2 separate regions of the Mus musculus genome follow, and region 1 is linked to region 2. The links are chromatin contacts, called in public HiCAR-type maps. All regions are on one chromosome and are shown on one strand. The core of a region is the stretch at or near the end of the contact, and the rest is flanking DNA. Distances in the headings are between cores, read along the strand shown.

Region 1 (5,720 bases), core at 1,960-4,459, 400 kb after region 2:
AGATATGAGTTCTCCTGTAACCATGCCTTCTGCTATGACAGTCTCTTATCCCTCTGGAAATGTAAGCAAGTAAAATGCTCCCATCTAGAGGTTGCCTGGTCATGATGTGTATCACAGCAACAGAAAACTAAAAGGAACGCTAAGCCAGAATAAACCCTCTCCTCCCCAGATTGCTTTGGGGCAGACTGTTTTACCGCAGTAGAGAGGAACGTGACACACTGTTTCAGTTACTGCTCTGTCGCGTTGCTGTGATTAAAGCGCCCTGACCGGAGGCTTGTGGAAGAAAGTCTCAGTTCCAGGGAGAGGAGAGTCTGCCGTGGCAGGGAGATGAGAGTCTGCCGTGGCAGGGAGATGAGAGTCTGCCGTGGCAGGGAGATGAGAGTCTGCCGTGGCAGGGAGATGAGAGTCTGCCGTGGCAGGGATCAGAGAGCTGAGCAGTCACATTCTCAGCCGCCAGCATGAAAAGAAAAACTGGAAGTAGGGTAAGGATGTGAACGCTTCAGAGACCGCCCCAGTGGCATAACTTTCTCAGCAAAGCTGCACAATATCCCCACCCCTACCCCCCAAAAAAAACCAGCACCATGAGCTGGGGACCAGGTATTCAAATACTTGATTCTTGTTTAAACCACCACCCCTTCAGCTGTAAGCACACAAATATTTTAATTTCTCCACATATTTTTTATTATGGTTATAATTTAAAAAAATAGTAGCTGTGGCTCATGACTGTGAGTCTCAGAATGGTTCTGATGGGCTTTCCCTAATGACTAGTGATGCTGACTGTGGAACTGTCTTGGGAGAGATTTCCAAGTCCTTTGCCTGTTTTTGGATCATGCTGTTTCCTTTTTGTTGGTGGATTGTTGGACCTGGTTGTTGGTGTCTTGGTTTGCTTCACCAGTATTCTTCTTTTTCCCTTGAGCACATTAAATGCAATGTGTTAGTTATGTTCATTCTTGAATATCCAATTGCCCCAAATGTATCTGCCTTTTAAGACAACCAACATGTATTATTCTCTGTGTGTCAGAAATGTGAGAGCAACGTAGCTTGGCTGTTTTGCTGTTACACTGCTAACTGGACCAGTCATCTGAAGGCTGTCTGGGACTGCAGCATCTATTCTAAGATGTCTCAGCACGTCACCAGCAGTGGAAAGCCAGGTCTTGTTACATGAACTTCTCTGGATGTCTTCACACGATGGAAGCTTTCCCCAGTATATTTGGGTTAGGAACTAGTCTAATTCTACCCAGAGAGGGAGCTAACCTTCCCTTCTTGAAAGAAGTATCAAAGAGTTTGGCTAGGGATGAGAGTTGGATGTAGTTCAGTGGCAGAGCGCTTGCTTGTCTGGTGAGTGCGAGGCCACGGGTTAGATGATCAGTACTGCAAAAAAAAAAAAAAAAAAAAAAAAAAAAAAAAAAAAAAAAAACAAACAAACCCAAAAACCCCAGAAAAACACTTTTTTCTTTTTGGAGATAAAATCTTAAGTAACCCAGTCTGGTTTCAAACTTACTGAGTAGCCGAGGGTGACCTTGAACTCAGATCTTTGTTCTACTTCTCAAGTGCTGGGATGATGGGTGTACACCACCATACCCTGCTAACATGCTTCTTTAAAGAGAATTCTAATTTAAAAAAAATAGGAGCCAGAAGCACACTTTATGATTTGATAGATTTGATGGAGCTAACTCTAATGTGTCTGACGTTCTAGACCAATGGCTTAGACATTTCACTTCATAATAACATGGAAGATAATGGAGCCATCTCCAAGAGCCTGGTGACATATAAATAAGAGAAGAAACGAAGCTGCATGGCAGTGTGAGCAAGTGACGTTAGCATGGGAATTCCACTTTGGGAGTTTTGTTGACTTTAGTTAAGATTTGAAAGCAAGAGCTAAGAAGTTAGATGGCAGGAGAGGGTGGAAGGGCTTCGGAGCGAAGGAGCAGAGTGTGGATGTGGAGAGGCAACAGTGTCCCCCTCCTGAGCGGAGAGCTTGGCACTCTGCGTGTTCAGCACACTGCTTCTCTTACGGTTTTCTAGAGAAACAACTGATAGAATGAATCTCTATATCAAGCAGACTTATGAGAGTGGCTTACAGGCTGTGGTCTAGCTAGACAAACAATGGCTGTCTTCCACGGGAATCTCAGTATTTCAGTAGTCTTTCAGTCCATGAGGACTTCAGTGTATCCTGGGATCCAGAAGAAGTAGGCTCTAATGCCAGTGAAGCAGGTATTGATACAGCCTCAGGGCAGATGAACTGGCCAGTGGGAGTGAGGGCGAGCAGGCAAAACGAAAAAGCTTCTCTCCCATGTCCTTTATGTTGGCTGCCACGAGAAGGTGTGCCTCAGAGTTAGGGTGGGTCTTCCTACCTCAAATAACCCAATTAAGAAAAACCCATTAGGTATGCCTAGCTGCTTTGGATTTTAGTTAATTCCAGATGTAGTCAAGACTACCTATCACAAGTAGGTACTTTTTTTTTTTCCTGTAAAGACATTAACAGTACCTTAAAATTGTTAACCTCTGTGGTCATGGTGACTGGTGTGGGCTTGCAATCCCAGGATTGAAGAGGCAGAGAGGAGGGTCATTGTAAACTGGAGGCAACATAGGAGACCTTGTCTGAGCAAAAATCAAACTTTTTCAGTTATTTTTTTTTATTCTACATTAGCAGAAATAATACGACATGTGAACAATTTCTAAGCCCTCTACAAATAGTTTTGTCAAATACTGGCTTTTTGGGAAGCATCCTGTTTAATATTTATAATTAGGTTGTTGACTTTGATCAATGAAGTATTTTAACTTTCATAAGAAATTCCTTTGTTTAAATTGTGTTACTAGGGAAATATTAAGTAAATTGGTTTTAATTTTAAAATTTATTTTTATATAAAAGTCCTTTGGCCTGGTGGTGGCGGCATGTCCCTTTAATCCCAGCACTCAAGATTGTAAACACACAGGCAGAGAACTAGTTTCGAGGCCAGCCTGGTCTACAGAGTTAGGTCCAGGACAGCCTAGGCTACTCAGAGAAACCCTGTCTCGAACGAATGAACGAACAGGACCTTTGAAGAGAATGTATTAGAAACAATACTTTAGGAAAAAATGGATAAGTTTCTGTTTCATAAGAATTTTATTGATCTCAAAATTATGACATTTACAAAAACCACAATACTGCTTTTACTATGTGTAAAAAGGAGGGTTTCTTGTGAGTTTATTATCGGTTTACTAAGTTAAAAAATTGTTCCTTACCAGGCCACTAGGGGCTACTCCTGTATTTAGGCAGAAGATGCAGTTACCACTACAGCTTAAAAATCATCTCCTTCTAGTGTAATTAGCACTGCCTCATTTGCTTACATGAACAAAGTAGAGTTTTAAGGCTGCTTTGAGCTATTAATTTTGATAATAATATGCACCTTTGATAAGGATTTGCAGTAATTTTACTTTTTACATTTATTTACTGGTATGATGTATGTGAAGAGGTCAGAAGACAACCTGTGGGAGTCTGTTTTCTTTCTACCATGTGAATTCCAGTGCTGGATCGTGGGTCATCAGGCTTGGCAGCAAGCTCCCTTATTCATTGAGCCAGCAATGCTGGCCCTGCTTTGTGTGTAAAAATTCATTGGCTACTTTTTCTAATGGTGCTGCCTCAAACTGACTTCTTTGATCACTTGGGGAAAAGTTATAGTTTTCTTCTTTGGTACAGAACATGTTTCTGATTTTTTACATTATACCATTCCTTAGAAACTCAGAAAAGCTGGTATTTGGCTACTTTTTTTTTTTTTCTTTTTCAAAATTATGTGTGCCTTGGAGATAGGCAACTAGAAGAATATTCATGTTACTTTCAAGAGTGTTTAAGAAGTGGATATGGTGGTGTGTGCCTGTGGTCCTAGCACGGGGACTCTGAAGGGAGACAGAAGCAGGAGGATCTTCAGTGCAGGGCTAGCGTGGCCTATGTGGTAAGGCCTTGGTGCCAAAACCGAGCACACGGACAGCTAGTCAAGGTTTTTTAACAGTTTATTTTTGTCTACATTTCTTTCTAGTTACATAGAAAAATACAGTTCAGTGTAGTTTATAGAAAAGTATGATTTAAAGAAAAACATACGAAGCCGAGCGAGAGTGTGCTCTTGCTCTTTTCTGTCCCTACCCCTCCCCTCCAGTGTGTCATGTTTGCCGGTTGATCCTGATCTCAGTATTTAGCTGAGGATGGCCTTGAACTTAGTTCCATATTTAATATGGCAGATTTGAAGGAAAATAATTTAGGCACATATGTATTAAGAAAAGAATGTTAGGGGGTGTGTCTGTCCTGGCTTCCACTCCTTTTTCCATGCCACCAGGACTTAACCACAGAAGCCCCAGGTCTTATTTAATCCTACTTTCTGAAGTGCTCACCTCTAAAAATCATAGAGTGAGTTTCTACTTTCTGAAGTACTCACCTCTAAACATCATAGAGTGAATTTCTGACCTCATAACAGAGATTGAGTTTCAGTGAGTGCATGAACCATTGGGATATACACTCAGTCCCATCCAGATCACAGCAGCTACCTCAGAGTTAACGTAGCCTGTTGGGCTCTGTATTTCCCACTCGAAACAAACTTCATGGGTTTTGACTTCCCTATTCATTGTCCTCCCCATGCTGGGGATTGAAGTCAAGTCTCTACACATGCTTGGCAGCTGCTCTACCACTAAGCTGTATCCTTAACCTATTAAAGTGTCTTATTTTTTATGTGCCTTTTAAAAAATACGTGTGTGTGTGTGTGTGTGTGTGTGTGTGTGTGTGTGTGTGTGTGTGTAGATCAAAGGACAACTTTTGCAAGTCGGTTCTCTCCTTTCCATGGAGTATGAGGATAGAACTCAGGTCATCAGGCTTGGTGGCAGGCACTTGGACCTAGCTGAGCCACCTTATGGGTCTTATTCTACTTCTCACTCTCCACTCCTTTTAAAAAAAAAAAAAAGTTTTTCTTTTGAGGCAGGGTCTTGCTGAGTTGCCCTGACTGACTTGAACTCAGCAGCCTGCGGTCCCAGGCTCCTGACTACAGGCCCACATCACAGTTGCATAGGCCTGTACTTCAAATTTAGGTGTTCCTCTCTCTCTCTCTCTCTCTCTCTCTCTCTCTCTCTCTCTCTGTTCCAATCAATCAATCTCTCTCTCTCTCTCTCTCTCTCTCTCTCTCTCTCTCATACACACACACACACACACACACACACACACACACACACACACACGGTTTTCTGTGTGAGATGATTATATTATTTTCCTTACTGTTTCATTCTGTTAATAAATAAAGGTTAACTGAGTTACTAGTTTGTTTTTTTGGGGGGAGGGAGGGTGTGTTTTGAGACAGGGTTTCTCTGTGTAGCCCTGGCTGTCCTGGAACTCACTCTGTAGACCAGGCTGGCCTCTGCTTCCCAAGTGCTGGGGTCAAAGGTGTGTGCCACCACTGCCTGGCCCTGAGTTACCAAATTTAACTCAGTTCACCTGACTTATGCTAGTTTACAACAAATGGGAAGCTCTGTGCAGTTCTGAGAGATTTGGAAATAGAAATTGAGGCATGTGGGATCAGACAATGTATGGATTTGTCTGAAAATGAAGGGGGCCTGAGAGAGAGGTCTACAGGCTACCAGAGCAACAGTGTTGAGTGCTAGCATTGCGTTTGACATTCTCATTGTACATTTGTTCTATTCTTATTTCCCCAGTGACATGGGGAGTGAGAAGTTGGGCCTTTTACTTGTCTGTCTGGTTTGGA
Region 2 (5,990 bases), core at 1,335-3,834:
TGGGCCTCCCACACTGGCCTGGAGTGTTGTGTCTGCAGGCTTCCCTGTTCTCTGAGGTCCTCTCTTCAGACTTTACAGCTAACAAACACATCTTGCAACACTGTGGCCCACCTGTGCTTCAGGAGTCATACCTATGCCTCAAGGTCAGAGAGATGACTTGGTGAATAACAGGCTGTGAGTTCAAACCCTGGAACGGACATAAAAAAACAAATGCAGTGGCATGCACTTGTAATCTCAGTACTACAATGGTGAGATGGGAAACAGGCTCAGGGGAGCTGGCCAGAGACTTAAGGGCTCCCAGCCAGTTGTGTGAATCAAAGTTCTCTTGAGTTTAGGATGATTTCATTGGTTCAGTTTCTATAGCCCAAGAATGATTATGGCTTCCCAGATTAAATTCAAAGAGTTCACCCAGTGTGGTGTGTGTGTGTGTGTGTGTGTGTGTGTGTGTGTGTGTGTGTGTGTGTGTGTGAGATGTGTGTGTGTGTGTGTGATGTGTGCGTATGCAATGCCTTAGGAATGATTTTCAAAAGCAGTTCTTCAATCCAAATTGGATGCTCCTGGCAAAGATGGGCCAGGAAAAAAGTGACAGGGAGACAAGGGGAGGAATTTATATTCTTCTATACACACAGGGCAGTATCTCTCCTGGACCAAGGGAAGATGGGCATCTTGAAGTTCAAGTTCAAAACTTTGGATCTCCCTGTTATCATTTGTTTGTTTTGGTAAGGAGGGCGTAGCTCTGACCTCCGTTTCCTACTCTGTAAAGCAGGATTTACTACAGCCCAGCATCAGAGACCACTCACCTCCTCTCCAACTACATACGCTTCTCTAAGGGATTCTCTGCCCTCTTCAGAGCTGTGATTACAGGGTTGTTAGAACAGAAGGGGCATAGAGGCAGAGTGTCGTCCTTCCCACCCCCTGAAACCCCTGCTTTCTAGAAAATGGAACCAGTCAGCATAGGGCCCCTAAGCTTCATTTCAATGACACTGCTGTGTAGCTGTAAAGTTCATTTGTGTTCTAGTCCCTCTTTCTGGGACACTATTGTAGACTAACCAGAATATGCACCATAAAATACGCCTTTTTTTTGGCACAAGGAATGTTTTGATCTGATTATTCTGAGACATAACAGACACAAGAGAAGCTGTGAGAACACAGTATGAATGATTCTTCTGAGGAAAATGTTCATTTCTTAAATAGGAAAATGCTCATTTGTAAGTGTGTCTTCCTTGTGTACGTGGAGAAGCCCAAATACATCTCAGTTAAGTCTTATTAGCGCAAGCACCGAGGGTGCAGCTCATCGATAGAGCACTTGCTTAGCATGCATAAAGCCTTGGACTTAGTCCCCAGTATTGCCAAAAAGAACAACAAACAAACAAACAAACAAACAAACACAACTGAGAAAGTGTCCGTTTAAATTCACTTAATAAGGGTTGTGAGCTGGGGAGACAGCTTGGTGGCAAGAATACTTGATGTACGAGCGTGAGGACCTAGGTTTAAATTCTTGCACCCACGTAAAAGGTTGGTTGTGGCCACATGCACACCTGTAAACACAGTGCTGGTGTGGGTGGGCAGGTAGGATAATGACTAGGTCGCCCTGACTGCCAGCCTTGCTTCTTCTGGTTCAGCGAGAAAGCCAGAGAATGATCAGAGAATGATCGAGAAGGACACCCAGAATCCTTCTTAGTCTTTTACACATGCCCATACATGTACACACTTGTGGGTACAACACACATGCATGCTTTATGCCAGTGCTTTCTCCAAAAGTGCTTCCCCTACACACGTCTCAGTCTTCAGCTGAGGATGACATGGGAACCTGAAACCTAAACCCCTGGCTGCCTTTGGTTCCTCTCATGTATCATGTATCATGTATCATGTATCATGTATCATGTATCATGTATGTATCATGTATCATGTATGTATCATGTATCATGTATGTATCAGGCCTAGGTGTAAATGCACTTGTTTTCTTTGCTCAGCTGTTTTGTCCTAGTGGTCCCGGCTAAGAGCTACAGAGACTACAGGGAACATTGTGTTTCCTCCCCTACGCTCCGAACTCCTGGATGATAAATACCTTGAAGTATTTCTGTTGTGTCCCCCACAGTGGTCTGGGGTCCAATGGCTTCCCTCCTGTTCTGAGCTGGGGAGAGGTGTATATGAGCCTTTACTGTGCACAGCCAAGAAGATGCCCAAGGAAAGAGGGGGCGAACAAAGCTTCTCTCCATTTCTGCTTGCTGACCCAATAACCAGTGTTGAGCGTTCCTAGAGCTGACAGCACACACATGGAGAAAAACAGCTCTTCATCTGAGCCGGGGGAAGCCTGTCAGCTTGATCCATCACAGGCAAAGGGAGAGAAAGCATTTCTCTCACAAGTGGTAGGGGCAGCATCTATGTTTGGGGCTCCTTTTCTCTTTGTCCTCAGACCATAAGTGATTCAGATAAACTGAGAGGACCCAGCAGGGCCAAGTGGTTGATTAGCAAACAGCAGACATCAAGTTCAGTGCCTGGGAACTCAACCAGGCCAGCACCTCTTTCCCCCTAAACTGCACCAGGACTGATTGACCCACATACCCAGCAGAATCCAGCTCTCTGAGCCCCAGCAAAGTGACTCTCCTGATGTTTACTCTATTGCAGGCATGCTCTTGTAAATATGGGCCGGGAAACAGAACTGCAGAGCGTTTGCTGCATTCATTCGTAACATCTATTTCTGAGATGGGCTCCTAACAGGATTATTTCTCCCTGCCTTGATCTGATTACATGACCTTTTAGAATTTTCTTTCTTTTGTTCATTCATTCATCCATCCATTGAACTGAGAGCATCTGGCATCTACTTCCTGCCGGGAACCTTCTAAGCCAAAATCAATAGAATGTTTTTCCCAAGCTTTAAAATTCCCTGCTTGTAACAGCAGCCTATTAAAAAGGGAAGCAGAGGGGTGGAATTTGGAATTAGCCAAACTAAAATTTAACTTCTGCTGTTAGCTAATTATTCACTCTCTCCAAATCCCAGTTCCAGCAGCTTTAAAATGGGAAGACCTCATCACAGAATTGTTATGACTTAAAAGGGGAAGTGTATATATGGAACACTTTGTATATTATGCCTAATATTTGCACACACACGGACACACAGACACACAGAAACACACACACAGAAAGAGAGAGAGAGAGAGAGAGAGAGAGAGCGAGCGAGAGCCAAATCCCTCAACATTCTCATCTCTTACTACCTTACAGTAGCCCTGGCCGACTGTCATTCAAGTTCACGTCCCTTCCTAGGACAGTGTTCTTGTGATTTCCATCTTCTATGAGAATGAGATCTGTGTCAAGGTCAGCTACAGTGCTTGTGGGAGAACGGATCCGTGCAGTCCAGTTAATAAATAAACACGCAGACATCAAGGCTACCGGCTGTCAGAGTAACGAGACTTTATGTTTTCCTGGCTCCTGTCATCTTCAGGACTGGAAGCACTTAATGAATTAGTCTCGCTTGCAGTCCTCCTGGGCAGAAATACTGCTGTGTCAACAACGTGCAGTCACAGGAACCAGCCAGAGGTCAAGTGCTTCTCCGCACTGTGCCAAGCCGCTTTGATGGGGAGGTGGGGGGTTGATCATAATATACCAACTGTGTGTTTGATAATTTAAATGATACAAGTCAAAAGATTAGGTCTGAAATCCCTTAGCAATCTGCCCACTGTAGATAAGTGTGGCTGCTATTTTAATCCTGTCCACCCAGATGTACCACACCTACTCAAATGCAGACTATACTATGTACCTGATGTTTTAAAATTTAACAACATATCATGTTAACTCAGTTTCTACATCACTTTAAGTGGTGGCTAGCTTACTATAGAAACCTTCTATTATTAAGCATTTCAGCGGATACTTGCATGGTTTAGATTTGGCTTAGGTATGTCCCTAAAGAATTCAAGTATTAGAATTTTGACCCCAAGGGTGGGAATGTCAGAAGCTTTAACGAGTTGGGGGTAGCAGGAAGTAATTTGGTCACTGAGGTATCTGCCCTTAAAAGAAATTGAAGGGTAGGCATGATGGTGCATACTGTAATTCCAGACCCTGGAAAGTAGAGACAGGAGGATCAGGATTTGAACGTCTTCCTCGGTTACATAGCAGGTTCAAGGCCAGCTTGGGCTACATAAGACCAAAGGATCAAAAACCTAAAGGGAGCCGAAATAGTTTTGTGAGACCCTGGTTTATTCACAAAGGAGGTTTTTATGCATGAGCAACTGTGGTTGGTGGTGTAGCTCAGGAGGCAGGATGCTTGCCTAGCATCCTTAAAGCCCTAGGTTTAATTCCTAGTATCACATAAACCGAACGTGGTGGTGTGCTACTGTAATCTACTAGCAAAGTGGAGAGGATGGAAGAGCAGAAACTCAAGGACATCTTCGGCTACATAACAAGCTTGAAGTCAGCCTGAGCTACGGGACACCCCCCCCAACCCCTGCATTCTTCCCTCCCCCCATCTCAAAACAAAATAACAAACATGACTGTGCTGGTTAATACTGATTGTTAATCTGACAGGATCTGAAGTCACCAGAAACAAGTCTCCGAGCTTGCCCTGTCTGTGAGGAATTAACTACATCAGATTAATTGAGGTGGGAAGACCCACTCTAACTGTGGGCAGCCCCATTCCATGGGTGGGTGTCCTAGACTACAAAAAAAGGATGCTAACAGGACATCACATTGCTCTCTGCTTCCTACGGTGACCAGCTGCTTCTGGTTCCTGCTACCATCTCTTCCCTGCCATGTGGGGCTGCACCCTCAAACTGTGAGCCAAAAGAAACCTTCCTTCTTTAAGTTTCTCTCGTCAGGCATTTTGTCATAGCAACAAGAACACTGATCCAGTGACCCACTTAGGGTCCCTCTTTGGCTTTCTGTTTTGCCATGCAACTTCCCCCGCTTGCAGGTTTTCCAACCATGGTGTGGTGCAGTAGAGGGAGGGGGGCTCATCACAGGCAGCTTCATGACGCTTAGATAGTTACACCTCTCTTCACAAATACCTTGCCTTAGATATTTTGTTATGGCGTGGAAAGTGGACTAATTTAAGGTTGATTTGAGTATGTGTACTATCTTGGGCTCTCCCTTTAGGATTTAGGGGGCAGCAGGAGAGAGGGCACGAGGCATGGAAGAACATGGCAGATTTGCAGAGGTAAATTGTAAAAGTATTTTTATTTTCCTGATGTAATTGTCATCTCCGAGGCTTACTGCCTCTGTCTGCTAACCTAGGCCTAGTCCTGGAAGCTTCTAACCTCTATACAATCTAACCTAGGCCTAGAATGTATTCCGCCTCTGAGACTTACTGAATCAGCTCACCCTTTCTAGTTCCTAGCTGCCTGGTTCATCTCAGCTGCTCTGGCTCAAACTCTTCTCCAAGCTGATTGATTCAAACTGGCTTCTTTCCACTTCTCACCAAATTGTCATGCTTGGCCTCAAACTAACTCTAGCAATCTGTTCATTCTCTGGCCCATTCTGTCTTCACCTGTGTCTAGCTTGTTCTTTCTCCAACCTATCTCTGTAAAACTCTCCTGGTAAAACTGCCTCTGAATTCCACAAACTGACTGAACAGAACTGACTAGAACTCAGAGACAGAGCACATCTCTTGTCTCCTGAGTGCTGGGATTAGACCACTGTACCTGGACCTAAGCTTTTCTCTTCCTGAAACTTGCTCTATACCAGGTTGGCCTTGAACTCAGAGATGTTTGCCTCTGTCTCCTGGGATTAAAAACATGTTTGTATTCCAGCCAAATTACACAGACCTAGAAAGTCTTTGGATGTGATCTCTTGCCAGAATTAAGATTTCTCTATAGTAAATGTTGCTTGATATGCCAGAAGTAGAGTGGGGATCCTTGTAGGACATCTAAAATAGGAGCTCTGAGAGTGATTGTGCAGTTAGAGAATGTAAGGCGCTCCTGGCACTGGAACCCCTGCTCCTTCTGTCTGCCTCCTCTGCCATCTGCTATGAGCTGTTCCTGAAGCCCTGTGTTACCTCT

What was found. HiCAR-type assays count read pairs that join an accessible place to other places.
Region 1: a HiCAR-type map of astrocytes shows a contact between it and region 2, with 2.1 times the contacts expected there. The contact joins two enhancer-like sites. A contact is called at or near these places in 1 of 15 datasets of contacts at CTCF or cohesin (the NIH/3T3 cell line) and 1 of 115 datasets of contacts at active chromatin or transcription factors (astrocytes).

The regions. Positions count from the first base shown.
Region 1 is chr1:156,581,137-156,586,856 of GRCm38.p6, forward strand. All of the region lies in intron 1 of Abl2 (v-abl Abelson murine leukemia viral oncogene 2 (arg, Abelson-related gene)), which reads left to right. Among named protein-coding and RNA genes, the nearest start is that of Abl2, 25 kb to the left of the region's middle. Within about 2 kb of position 3,210, at least 7 of the 459 cell types and tissues checked have an H3K27ac peak or open chromatin away from gene starts, as enhancers often do. A contact at or near this core is called in astrocytes, where this site is marked.
Region 2 is chr1:156,180,932-156,186,921 of GRCm38.p6, forward strand. All of the region lies in intron 1 of Fam163a (family with sequence similarity 163, member A), which reads right to left. Among named protein-coding and RNA genes, the nearest start is that of Fam163a, 21 kb to the right of the region's middle. Within about 2 kb of position 2,585, at least 39 of the 459 cell types and tissues checked have an H3K27ac peak or open chromatin away from gene starts, as enhancers often do. A contact at or near this core is called in astrocytes, where this site is marked.